Regions from separate parts of the Mus musculus genome. Here region 2 is linked to region 1. Evidence: chromatin contacts called from public Hi-C data. All regions are on one chromosome and are shown on one strand. The core of a region is the stretch at or near the end of the contact, and the rest is flanking DNA. Distances in the headings are between cores, read along the strand shown.

Region 1 (5,859 bases), core at 3,029-5,528:
GAACTCTTACAGTCCCAATTCCTCGCAGCCCTAGAAATAGGGTTGTGGTCATTCACGAGTTAGGAGCTGCAGACACAGACTTCAGGCAGTCATCCAAGTTCTGGGGACAGAGTCCACCATCTCTAGTAACAGTCATGTTGTGGACTGAATATCTGTGCCGCCTTCTAAAATTCCCATGCTGAAGCCCTACTACCCAAAGCAACTGTACTAAAGACATGCTATGAGCAGGCAGTAAAGCCAAGACCTTTACCCAGGGGAGCAGCCTTTTTACAAAGAGGAAAGGAGCATGAGAGAGATACTCTCTCTACTACGTGTGGTCACAGGCAGAAGATGGCCATCTGTGGACCAGGAAAAGAGCCTGAAACCCTGACCTCAGGCCCCAGGTCCATAAGGACTAAGGAGCTGGTGTAAGCCACTTCATCTAGGACTGCTGCAACAGTAGCCCAGGCTGACTCATACACTCAACCAGGCCCCCAGTGTCTGGATGCAGGCTTTGTAACTCGGTGTAAGGAGTCTGAACTAGCATGCCTAGCTGCTCTGAGCTCATGCTGTGAGGGATTCCCGCTGTCCCAGACTGCTAGACAAGCACAGGCTCTGAGGGAACACTTTATCACAGCTGCAGTTACACTGAAAACTGCAATTCTTACAGTCCACACATTTCAGGTGACCTCCCTGCAAATGACAACAAAACAGTCAATGGGGAGCATTAAGAAACCATTTAGCTGAAATACACTCTCCTTACGATACACACAGTAACTCACTACTAACAGCGGGAGGGGGTGGGGACAAGTCCAGGCAGCTGGAGCTAACAACTGGCACGCAAATGACTGACTTGAGGGCAGGCTCACCATCACTCAGGTCCTGGAGAAGATTCTCCTGGCAAGAGAAATCCAGCTTTGCCTTGATGTTGATGGTGAAAGTAGCCACCTTCCCGGGCTGCAGGGGAAACTGGGCCAGCGTCTCTTCCAGTTTCCAGCTCAAGAAGTCGCCATACAACTTTTCTGCAATGAGAACACAGAAGTGAGGAGGAGGACATGCTCCAGGCTGCCTGAGGCTTACCTGTCCCCCAGGAGACACAAAGGCAAAGGAAAAGCCAGCATTGCATGGTGGGTGATCAAAGGGCAAGGCCTTCCAGAATCAGGAGACCATGAGGGGCTGCAAAGCTACGTGATACCCTGTCTCAATCAGAAAGAAAGGCGGGAGGGGAGGGGAGGGGAGGGGAGAGGAGGGGAGGGGAGGGGAGGGGAGGGGGAAGGTAGATTAGAAAGCACAGAGCGATACCAGGAGGACAATACCCTTTCTACTGTATTACAGCCTCTCCACTTACCTGGGACTCGAACCTAACCAGCATTAACACTGAAGCTCAAAGAATCCCCTAGGAGAACCTCAAAGAAAGTGTGTGTGTGTGTGTGTGTGTGTGTGTGTGTAAGTAACTCGAGGAAAGAAAGTGGAACACAAATCAATACTCAATCAAGCATGTGAGCCCTGGGCTCACATCCCTGAAATGAACCCCAACACTGGTCCCCTCAGCTCTTTGCATGAGTACAGTCACACTTCCTCTGTCACTCCCAAGATGGGGCCAGGGTTCAATTTTGTGAGGTAAAATGGAGCTATATAACATCTCAGTACACCAGCCTAGGACCAGGGAAGTGCTTCGGTGTGGGACACAAAGGTGGCTCCAAGTCACTACACCCGACCCACTCAGCCGACAGCAAACTGCCAGCACACAGAAATGGATAGCCTTGGCTCTGGGAGATGTGGCCTCTGCTCTGGAAAGGATAAAGGCCTGGTTGAGGAGAGGGGCAGGGTTGGACAAAACCAGAAGGGTTTCTAAGACTGTTCCGGAGGAGAAGCCAGCTTCCACTCAATACGAAGATTCCTGAAGAACTGCTGCTCCTGTTGAACACCAAACAGGCTCGATAACTGTCTGCTGAATTAATCAGCTACCTAGAACTAAAATAAAACTCACTATCCTCTTAGAGTCCCAGATTTGCAAAAAACAAACAAAAAAAAAAACAAAACAAAATACGAAACAGTTCTCTCAACCACCTGTCCTGTCAATCAAGATGAATAACTAACAGGGCAGAGGGAATACCTCGGAAAACTATAAACATGGTATACTCAAACTATAAACATGGCGTGCTCTTCTTGTCTACTCGGGTGGCTTTTTGTTTCTTAAAAAGGTTTCCTCTGAGACCACAGTTGTGTTTAAATGAACTATGAAGGTCCCAGGGCTTCCACACCCTGCCTCAGCGCTGTCTGGGGACACCGCCTGTACAAGCTGGGCAGGTGCATCCATGATGAGGAGACCATAGAACCATGTGACCAAATCCACATGGTTCCTGTCCCCACGAACTTTCATACTTCAGGCAATAGAAATGGGGATAGCCAGGGTCCCGCAAGCAGCTGCGCAATAGGCTCCTCCCTATGCCCACTTGTTGAACCCTAGACAAGGCCTGTGAAATGGTGCCTACTTTAGCCTTGTTGAACCATGCACAAGGCCTGTGAAATGGTACCCACTTCAGCCTTAAGTGGTGGTCTTCTTTCCTCATTTCAGTTTCCTGGCAGAGACACAACACACCAAGCATGCAAACGACCTTCTGGAAAAGTAACATTAAAAACTCTCTCCAACCCTAACTCCTGCATCCCCACCCCCCATCTCATTTCCTTCTGATCTGTACCCCCAGTGAGCCAGGCACACACTGTTTGTGAGGCATGTCACCCTGTCTAGAGATCAGCTTGTATTGCTGACTGCTCCAGCAGGACCCCAGAATTTGCTATTAAAATGCCAAACTAGACAAAACACCACCGCCATCCTGTCCGTGTGCAAGTAGGCACTAGGCTGGATATCATTTGTGAGTTTTGACATCTTCTGAGCAAGCACAGCTGCAGGTCCATTTTCTGTGGTCAGTCACACGGAGCTAAAACAACACAAGGTATTCAGTCAGCCAGAGCTCTGTGAGCATCTGCCTGACTCCCACGCTGAACTGTGAGCTCCTGGGGACGGGCGCCATGCGTTATTCGTGTGCTGGCACAGCAACCTCATAGAATGTAAATAAATGCCGGGCTGTTGAAGAACACATAATCAAGCAAAGTAAGTGTAAGCTGCCAGGTATAGTGGGAGCGACATGGCTAGTCCTTCTGAAAGGAACTGGGAAAGCCCTTACCCAAAAGTAATGCGCACTGTACCCAGGGATGAAGGCCAGAGCTGTAGATCAAGGAAGGCATCAGGGGTCAGCCAGATTCTAAGCACATGGATATGTTCACAGACAGACAGGTGGGGGCCTGGGTCAGACACACATGGGGCCCCCGTGACCAGCATGAGCCAAGGTGGGGAGACGCTGCTTGACACAGGTTTGTGGAGGAGCTGGGTAAGAAGAGGAAATGGTGAACAGAGAACAGACGGGTACCCAGCAGAGACAGCAGAAAAGGCAAGAGTGAGATTTCCCTATGGCCTCTGTCCTGGCCTCTGCTTTTGTGGATATGCTGTGCTGCACACAGTCCAGTGTGCTGCCACACTCCAAGCTCCCTGGGGACCCCAACTTGCTGCCAACCGGCTCCTTAAAGCTCTGTCTAGAAATCAGTACCAGATAAAGACCATATATATGTAAGCCAGAAAAACAAAAACAGGTCTGCAGCAAGTAACAGGTAAATAAAAAAGTAAAAATAAAAATAAAGTCCCCGGGTTAAAATAAAGCAAAAGCAAGGTATAATGGTTCACACTAAGACACCCCATCCCACTCCACCCCACCCTGGGCATAGGAGGCTGAGAGCAGCAGGAGGATTGCCAAATGAGGCTAGCCTGGGCTACATCATGAGTTCTAGGCTAGCCTGGATAACAGAAAAAGAGCATGTCTCAAAAATAATAAGAAAGAAAGAAGGTGTTGGAGTGTAGCCTAGGGTTAGAGCACTTGCCTGGCATATACAAGGTCCTGGGTCCAATACCTAGCAACACACACACACACACACACACAGAGAGAGAGAGAGAGAGAGAGAGAGAGAGAGAGAGAGAGAGAGAGAGAGAGAGAGAGAGAGAGAGAGAGAGAGAGAGAGAGAAAGTAAAAAACAGGAAGCAGAATGAACAGAAATGTGTGTAGCTCAGCATGGTCAAGGGCCTAAGTTTGATCCTTAGCACCATCAAATGACAACTGAGTACTGGGCTAAGAGATGCCCAGGAAGGCAGCAAACCAAGTGTTTCATAAGATAACAGTGGCGGCGGCGGCGGCGGCAGCCTGCAGGAAGCGCTCCTGTTTCCTGAGCACTTGACAGTGTAGGGCTGTGCACAGCTGTGCCTGCTGCCTCCTGTGTGTCACCACAAGCAGAAGAGTGGCACAGAACCATCTCAAATGTGAGCAAAGGCTGCCATCAAAGCAAGGAACGCGGTGCGGTGAGCCAGCCCCTAAACGGCAAGGCCGCTTGAAACCCAAGTAGGTGAGCCTATGTAGGCTGTAATGTCCACTGAGGCTAGTCTGACCTTGGAGCCTTCCCACATGTTCACACTGAGCCACAGGAACCTGCTCTCAGCAACACATCTACCCGCAAGAAGCAAATACGCAGGGCCCTCCTCACTTCCCATGACTCTGGGCTCTCTGACGACACAAAGCAGAAACCAGTCTACAATATTGATTTTTTTTTTTAAACTCTCACCCTGCAAGGCCATAATGTTAAAAACAGTAATTATATAAAAATAGCATAACGACTCAGAAGCGGGCTGGGCCCAAAAGACAGGAAATCAGTGGGGTGACTGACGTCTGCATGGTACATTGCCATCTCATTACTGGACTCCTGGGTCCTGTGACTGCTCTGGCCCCAGGTTCCATGTGGACAGGAACAGGGGTCGGGGGAGGGCTGCCTGCTCCACTCCCTAGCAGAAGAGCTGTTCTTCTCTACCTCCCACTGCTACTGTTTCAAGGCTCCACCACGTGGTCTTACATACCCAGAAGCATTCAACTTCACCATGCTAGAAATGTACTTTCTAAGGACAAGGAGGAAGGCCCACCATCTTAGGAAGAAGAGCTGGAGCAAGAAGGCCTATACAGATGCCTGCCTTCCTCAAGTGTGGCTCACGCAATGGTGTTTTTGAAGTCAGCTTGACAAACCCTTGTGTGAGTTACTAGACCTGGCAGACCATGGGGCTGGTTGACTTCATGCATTCTAAGCCAGCAAAGCAGTGGTCACTGCTTGCCTGAGAGGTGCCAGGCAAGGCTCCGGCTACTCCCGAGATGTGGGCATCTGCTCTGGAAGTTTGAGAAGAGAGAGCACCCAGAGGAGATCACTACGCCGCCTTGCTGAACACAGGACAGGTCAAGCAGTCGAAAGTGAGCAGGAGCGACAACAGTGAGAGAGTGCACAGGCTGGACTGTCACCCACACGCTCCAACAGGGGATCGTATGGGGAGAGCAGAGCGTCACCAACCACCCATGCCCCGCACAACTGAAGGCCAATAACCAAGTCCCATGAGAAGCCCTGCGTGCAGCCCAGCCCTTCCTTACCAAGCATGTGGCTTACCTGAGAGGTGTCTTACTGCACTACTGACTTCTGTATTAAGTTCTGGAGATTAAAGAATGACACATTCAAGTAACGAGCAAACCCATGGGAAGGGAACAGCTGATTTCCTGCCAGTGCCAAGTGATGAAAGTATTTCTAAGACACAGCTCAGGTGTAATTTGGAGTGAAAAGAAGGCTCTGTGGCCGCAGCAACACAGAAGCTGAACGGCCCAGGCATCGGAGCTGGCGCTGATTTCATGCTCTACAAGTCGGCCTCTCTGTTCTCATCTCTTCCCTGCATTACTGGCTGCAGAATGGAATGACCAAAGGGGTTTTTCAAAATCCAACAGGGTGGTCTGCGTTCTAGGAACA
Region 2 (5,836 bases), core at 2,505-5,004, 89 kb after region 1:
TCTGAGTCACTTCTGCTCCTGTAAGTAACCCCAAGTTGGACTTTGGTGGTATCTGGACTTTGGTCTTTTGACAGTTCCCTATTGGGGATAAATGTGTTTGTGTGTCCTAGGAAAGGTTTATCATCTCACACAAGGATGCCTGAAGCTCTGAGAGGCGCTGAGAAGCCTCAGAAGTCACACAGCCAGGAAGACCCAATGGCAGGCTAAGACTCTGCCAATCATGTGTTCCCTACCTCATTGCTCCTTTGGGGAGAAAAGCTACCATAATCCACACAGTTCTCTTGATAAATGACCCCCCACCCCCTCTAGCCATGGCCTTGGCAATGGGTTGCTAGATATTTCTGTGCTAACAAAGCCATATGAGAAAACCATGCATACTGGCCTTCTCTAAAAACTCCTCCTGATACCCCACAGACCTCAGCTCTGCCTGGACCCTTACTACGTGACCCAGAAGGTGCACAAGGGGTCCCTGCAAGGTTTCCTCTGCGTTCCACAGCTATCCATACGCCTCACCACACTAGCATCCCTGAATCACAGCGCAGAGGCATCTCCCTGCAACAGACTGAGTATCTGTGGTCCTCTGCCCTCTGAGAGACCGTCAGGTCAGAAGTCCTTATGAATGGGACTAGGGCCCTTACACATGAGACTGGCCATGGGAGACAAGGCACCTGTGCACTGGCAGCAGCCCTCACCAGACCCCAGACCCTAGTGTTGCTGCTTTTGGAAAATAACCATGTGCTATTCAGAAGCCCCAGGTCTACAGGATTTTGCTGCAGCCGCCTAATGGACCTGAGATGGCCATATGTGAACTGCTCTGCAGCCCTGCAGTACACAAGACACAGCCCAGATGCCTCACAGCCAGGTTTCTGTTGCAATTCCGACCACGCCCACTCAGAGAAAGCAAGGCCAACCCCAGGTTTCTTTACTTGCAGGTACCTACTACTGCCCCTCCCTTGGGGCCTGTGCACTAACAGACAGATGCCCAGCTTAGAATCTATGGGGAACATTCCAGTAAATAGGAAGGCAGAGAAACAGACTATGTACTGCACATATGGTGAATACTTTAGACAACGGCCTACAAGAGCTAGGCAAACTCAGAGGCTCTGGGGTATGGGGTGCCCCAGCTCACACATCTCCTAGAAGCTATCCTGATGGTGTGTTCCCACACATAGCCTCACAGTATCAGTCCTGTCCTGCACTGTTCGCACTGAGCCTCTTCCCCCTGCCCTGGGGCAGCCAGACTCTTCCAGAGTGGTAACATCAGTTCCCGCTCACAGGGAGGACATGCAAGGACCACGGTGCTTCATGCACACACAGATGGTTTGATGTCACGGGTGCCTGTGGCTTTTGCCATTCTGCTGGAGTTGCTTGGCAGTTCCCTGATAAGCAGGCGCTGAGCACCCTTCCCTATGATTAACTGGCCACACTTGTATCTCCCTTTGTGAAGTATTTGTTCAAAGCTTCTGGCAGTTTTTAAAATTAGGTCGTTCGTCTTACTACGGAACTGGGAGCTGGGCTCATTCTTCAGGTTCCAAACCTGAGTCTTTAGTCATCCATGTTTGGAGAATATTTTCCCCTGGTCTGATGCCATTGTTTTTCCTAAGAGAATCTTCTGATAAGCAGAGGCAACTCATGTGAAAGAGCTCACGTGATCAATGCCTTGTCGCTCGGTCAGTTCCCTGTGCCCTTGGTCTAAGAAACCTTAGGTCTCAACAATCTACTGAATGCTTCCGCATGTGTTTTGATTGGGTCTCCAGTATGTGGTCACTCAAACCTGCACAGGACTCAGCCTTGCTTCAGAAGGACTCCTGTGTGCTAGTGTCAGCCGTGACAGGGGACAAAGAGAGAGATAAAAGAGAGGCAAACATGTTGACTGCCTCCATCAGGTACTGGGAGACCCCCAGCCCCTCACCTGACAGCCTGCCTCCTGAACATGACAACAGATACTTGTGATGGTGGCCTCAGCTGGGGCCCTTGTGGCTAAATCCAAGAGACAGGAAACTGAGGGCCCAAACCTTGGTCACCGTGCTCCATGGTTCTCATGGGACCTATCACAGATGGAAGACTGGAACAGTCCTGTAATCTAGACTCTCCTTCTTCCTGCCATATGAATGTAACATGGTGGCAAATGGTGAGCCTTCCCTACAGATGGAACTGAAATGACTTCAGACCCTAGAAAGGTTCCCCCGGGAGAAAGCCTGGGCACAGCTGGTTTCTAGCACTGTGTGCCATGGACTTCCAGATGACACAAGTCCTGGAAGCCTGGGGACAAAGCTGTGCCGGGCTAACGTGGGCAGCAACCTTGAGAGGATCTGAGAGAGTACAAAATGGTCCCAGGCAAAATCTTGAGATGCAATCAAATCCCCACACTCATGCCTGAACCCCTGGCCTGCGGCGGGAGGGGGGGGGGCATTAATCAGCACATCCTTGTCCTGATTTTTCAGCAGGCTGAGTAGTCACAACCTCTGAGTCCAGGGCCCAGATGTTTATGCAAATTTCTAGCAGAAGCATCTCGAAGACACTCAAGCTGAGAGGCCTTAGTCATTGGTATCAGCTCACCAGTCCAGTTCCAAATGCAAAGTAAGCGGAGACCCGCTTCGTTCCAACATCAGAAGGAAGGTGGTGGCGTTGTTGGAACAGTCTGGCAGGGCAGAGCAGAGGGCAGCACAGTGCAGTTAGCACACTGAGCCATAGTCCATCAAGTAGCCAGCTCTGCCATTTTGCCTCTTGGAGAAAGAGGGCATAGTCTAATGTTTTTGGTGGCTGGAAAGGCTAAAATGAAGTAATGTGGACATTTAGGAAAGGTCTACAGTTCTCAGTAGGTGTTCAAAACAACAGGGCATTTGACTGTCACTGAAGACATGTGAGAGGTGTGTGTGCGTGTGCACATGAATCATGAATACGGGTGCCCCACGGAGGTCAGAAGGAAGCCTAAGATCCTCTGGAATTGGAATTACAGGGTGGCTGTAACCCACGAGATACGGTTGCTGGGAACTGAACTCCTATCCTATGCAAAAGCAGCAGGCGCTCCTAACATCTGAGCTGTCTCTCCAGCCTCTGTGGATAGACTTTTAAAATCACAGGTTATAACTAAATGAGTCGGCCAGGAATGCCTTTGAAACTGCAAAAAGCGACAGAGCTCTAAAGGCCAAAGCATCATGGGAAGGAGCTTTGGGACACAACTCGCCTGCACACTCTCCAGAATACAAGACACAGACACACTGTGTTTTCTACATAATATCTGCAGCTACCACACAGAGAGATTACATATTCAAAACTACACATAATGTCCACTTAGCCTGACATAGTGGTGCACACAGTAGGACCAGTGAGGTACCTAAAGGCTAGAACAGAAGAGTCACTTGAGTCCCAGAGCAGATCAGCGTGGGCAGCACAGAGCGATGCCTACCTAAAAACACTTCTTTAAGTTTAGAAAATTAAGTTTCTTTTATATACATTAAAAGAGAAAAAGCTAAAAGAGCTAAAACAGATCACTTTCCCAATTCTGCCTGCTTTATAAGGAATTCTTCGCTGGACTGAAATCTTTATGAATTTGTTTTTAAGCTACAGTTCCAAATAGACAGAACCTTGAAAAAAATGTTGAAAACTAAGAAAAGTACTGAATTCAGAAAATGGGACGATAATCTACCTTCAACTGGAAATTCCCAAAAACACGTCATCTAACCCAGGCAATGAGATAAAACAGGAAGTGAACATGCGAAATACAAACAAGGGAAGCAAAACCAGAAACTAAAAAAGAAACCGCCATTGCAGCAGGAAGCCATGGAGGGGGCTGAGGGATCCCCCTGGGCTGAGACTGCGGCTCTGCGGTTCATGAGTGGAGCTCTTTGCCTGCTATGTGTGAATCTGAGGGTTCAATCCCCTGTGCTGGGAAGAGGCAGAGAAGGGAGGGGAAAAGGGAGGAAAAGGTGGAGGTGGAAGAGAAGAGGAGGGGGGAAGGCAAGAGGGATGAGAAGAAAGGAAAGAGAATGGGGGGCGGTGATTTCAGCTCTTTATACAGACACTCTCTATTCATAGGATGAAAGACAATGTGGTTTGTTTTGCTTTTTAGGGAGATTGGAAGAGCTGAGACAGAGCTATGTCGCCTAGGCTAGTCTAGAACTCACTCTGTAACCAGAGTAGCCCTGAACTCTCCACCCTCCTCCTACATCCTACAGAGTGCTGTGGTCACAGGTGCATACCACTATGATGGTTACTATGGCTAAACTCCCCAGATTCGCCTACAGAGGCAATGAAGTCAGCATCCAAATCCTTGCTGGCTTCTTTGAAAAAACTAACAGGTTTATCCTAAACTTCATATGGAAATGGAAGACACCCAGAAGAGTCAGGAAAAAAAAATCTTGAAAAAGATAAATTTCCAACACTAAATTTACCATAAAAGATCAAGCATGGTGACACGTGCTTATAATCCCAGCTCTTGGAAAGCTGGAGCAGAAGGCCCAGACTTTGAGGATAGCCTGGTCTACATAGCAAGTATGAGACCAGCCTGGGCTACATAGACACATCCTGTCAAAAAGCAAACAGTGGAGCTTTGGGCTCAGTGATCTCTCCTGAACCACACCAAAAGCATATGCGGTGTGCTAACATAACATGCAGAGAAACTGGATTCCATCAAAGGAAGAAAGGCATGTCTGTGAAAGACGTCACAAGTGGGCAGGGCCATGGTGGTGGACACTCAGGTGTCTCAGCCACTTGGAGGATGAAATGTGCCCATCCCTCGAGCCTTAGAATTGAAGACCAGTCTGAGCAAGAAAACAAGAGTGTCGTCTCTCTCAAAAGACAAATGAAATGGTGCACGTTCCTGCAGAGCGGAGACCTGACAAGAATGCACCCTCTGGATCACACTAAGAGCTCCTACATCCATACAACATGCAGAGCCAGCGAAGGATTGATGGTCTGGGTGGTACAGTTTGTGTTCAATGTGCATGAGACTCTGAGTTCAATCCCTGGCTCCAAAGACAGTAAAGGCTGCAAAGGACTGTAATGGAAATGTGTGGATGGCCGGTCAGCACAGGAGAAGATGCTCAACAACACGGGGCACGAGGGAAATGCAGATTAAACCAGAGCCACGAATCCCTCCTTCCCTTCTTGCTACTACAGCAGCTGCAGTCAAAGATGCAGGTCCCACCTATTCAGGGCCTCCTGAATGGAGAATGGAGCCCTCAGATCCTGGTGGTAGCCATCCTCAGCAATCTGACAGTGCCTCAAAACGCTGCAGAGTGGGATATGGCCCAAATGTACATCCCACACGGAGTGAAAACACATTCCACAAAACCTGCATGTCAGTGTTCACGGTAGCATCTTTCAACAGCCAGAAGGAGGAGGAGGAGATGGAGGAGGAGGAGGAGGAGGAGGAGGAGGAGGAGGAGGAGGAGGAGGAGGAGGAGGCAGCAGCCCCTGCTGTCCACTGGTGCATAAAAGGAAAAGCCAGACCTATAAAAAAGAGTGGCTAGTATCTGGCCACAGAAAGGAAATAGGTACTGACTTCCACTATGATGGGAACAAACTTGCAAACCTGTGCCAGGCAAGCTAGCTGGGTGCCGAGGGCAGGCACCACCCTCTAGCCAGTGGGCATCCCAGTGTTGGCTGCACCACTCTAGCAATCTTCCAGAGCCTTGAAGCTCTCCCGAATAAAAACCAAGTCTGCTGTGCATAACAAATATGAACTAATAAAAACAATTCCTCACAGGAGGGCCTTGAAGTGTTAAACGCAGAAAGGTTGTGGAGCTCTTCGTGGGACACCTTGCATCCCTACCAATGGTCACCGCTGTCATTGCTCGGAGCGGTGCCGACACTGGAGAGAGCAGCCGGATGA

The links. Hi-C and Micro-C count contacts between places; a contact is called where the count stands out from the background.
Region 2: a Hi-C map of granulocyte-monocyte progenitors shows a contact between it and region 1, with 2.7 times the contacts expected there. The contact joins two enhancer-like sites. A contact is called at or near these places in 1 of 39 promoter capture datasets (the C10 cell line), 2 of 15 datasets of contacts at CTCF or cohesin (large pre-B cells and pro-B cells), 30 of 484 Hi-C or Micro-C datasets (the C10 cell line, ECoMG myeloid progenitors, the G1E-ER4 cell line and 22 more), 7 of 115 datasets of contacts at active chromatin or transcription factors (DN3 thymocytes, the HPC-7 cell line, cardiomyocytes and 4 more) and 1 of 9 other capture datasets (embryonic stem cells).

Annotation. Positions count from the first base shown.
Region 1 is chr15:72,924,658-72,930,516 of GRCm38.p6, forward strand. It overlaps Trappc9 (trafficking protein particle complex 9), which reads right to left. Exons shown (of 22, transcript NM_180662.2): 15 at 849-1,001. Among named protein-coding and RNA genes, the nearest start is that of Gm31665, 44 kb to the right of the region's middle. Within about 2 kb of position 4,279, at least 102 of the 459 cell types and tissues checked have an H3K27ac peak or open chromatin away from gene starts, as enhancers often do. A contact at or near this core is called in bone marrow-derived macrophages and granulocyte-monocyte progenitors, where this site is marked.
Region 2 is chr15:73,014,092-73,019,927 of GRCm38.p6, forward strand. All of the region lies in intron 6 of Trappc9 (trafficking protein particle complex 9), which reads right to left. Among named protein-coding and RNA genes, the nearest start is that of Trappc9, 44 kb to the right of the region's middle. Within about 2 kb of position 3,755, at least 16 of the 459 cell types and tissues checked have an H3K27ac peak or open chromatin away from gene starts, as enhancers often do. A contact at or near this core is called in bone marrow-derived macrophages and granulocyte-monocyte progenitors, where this site is marked.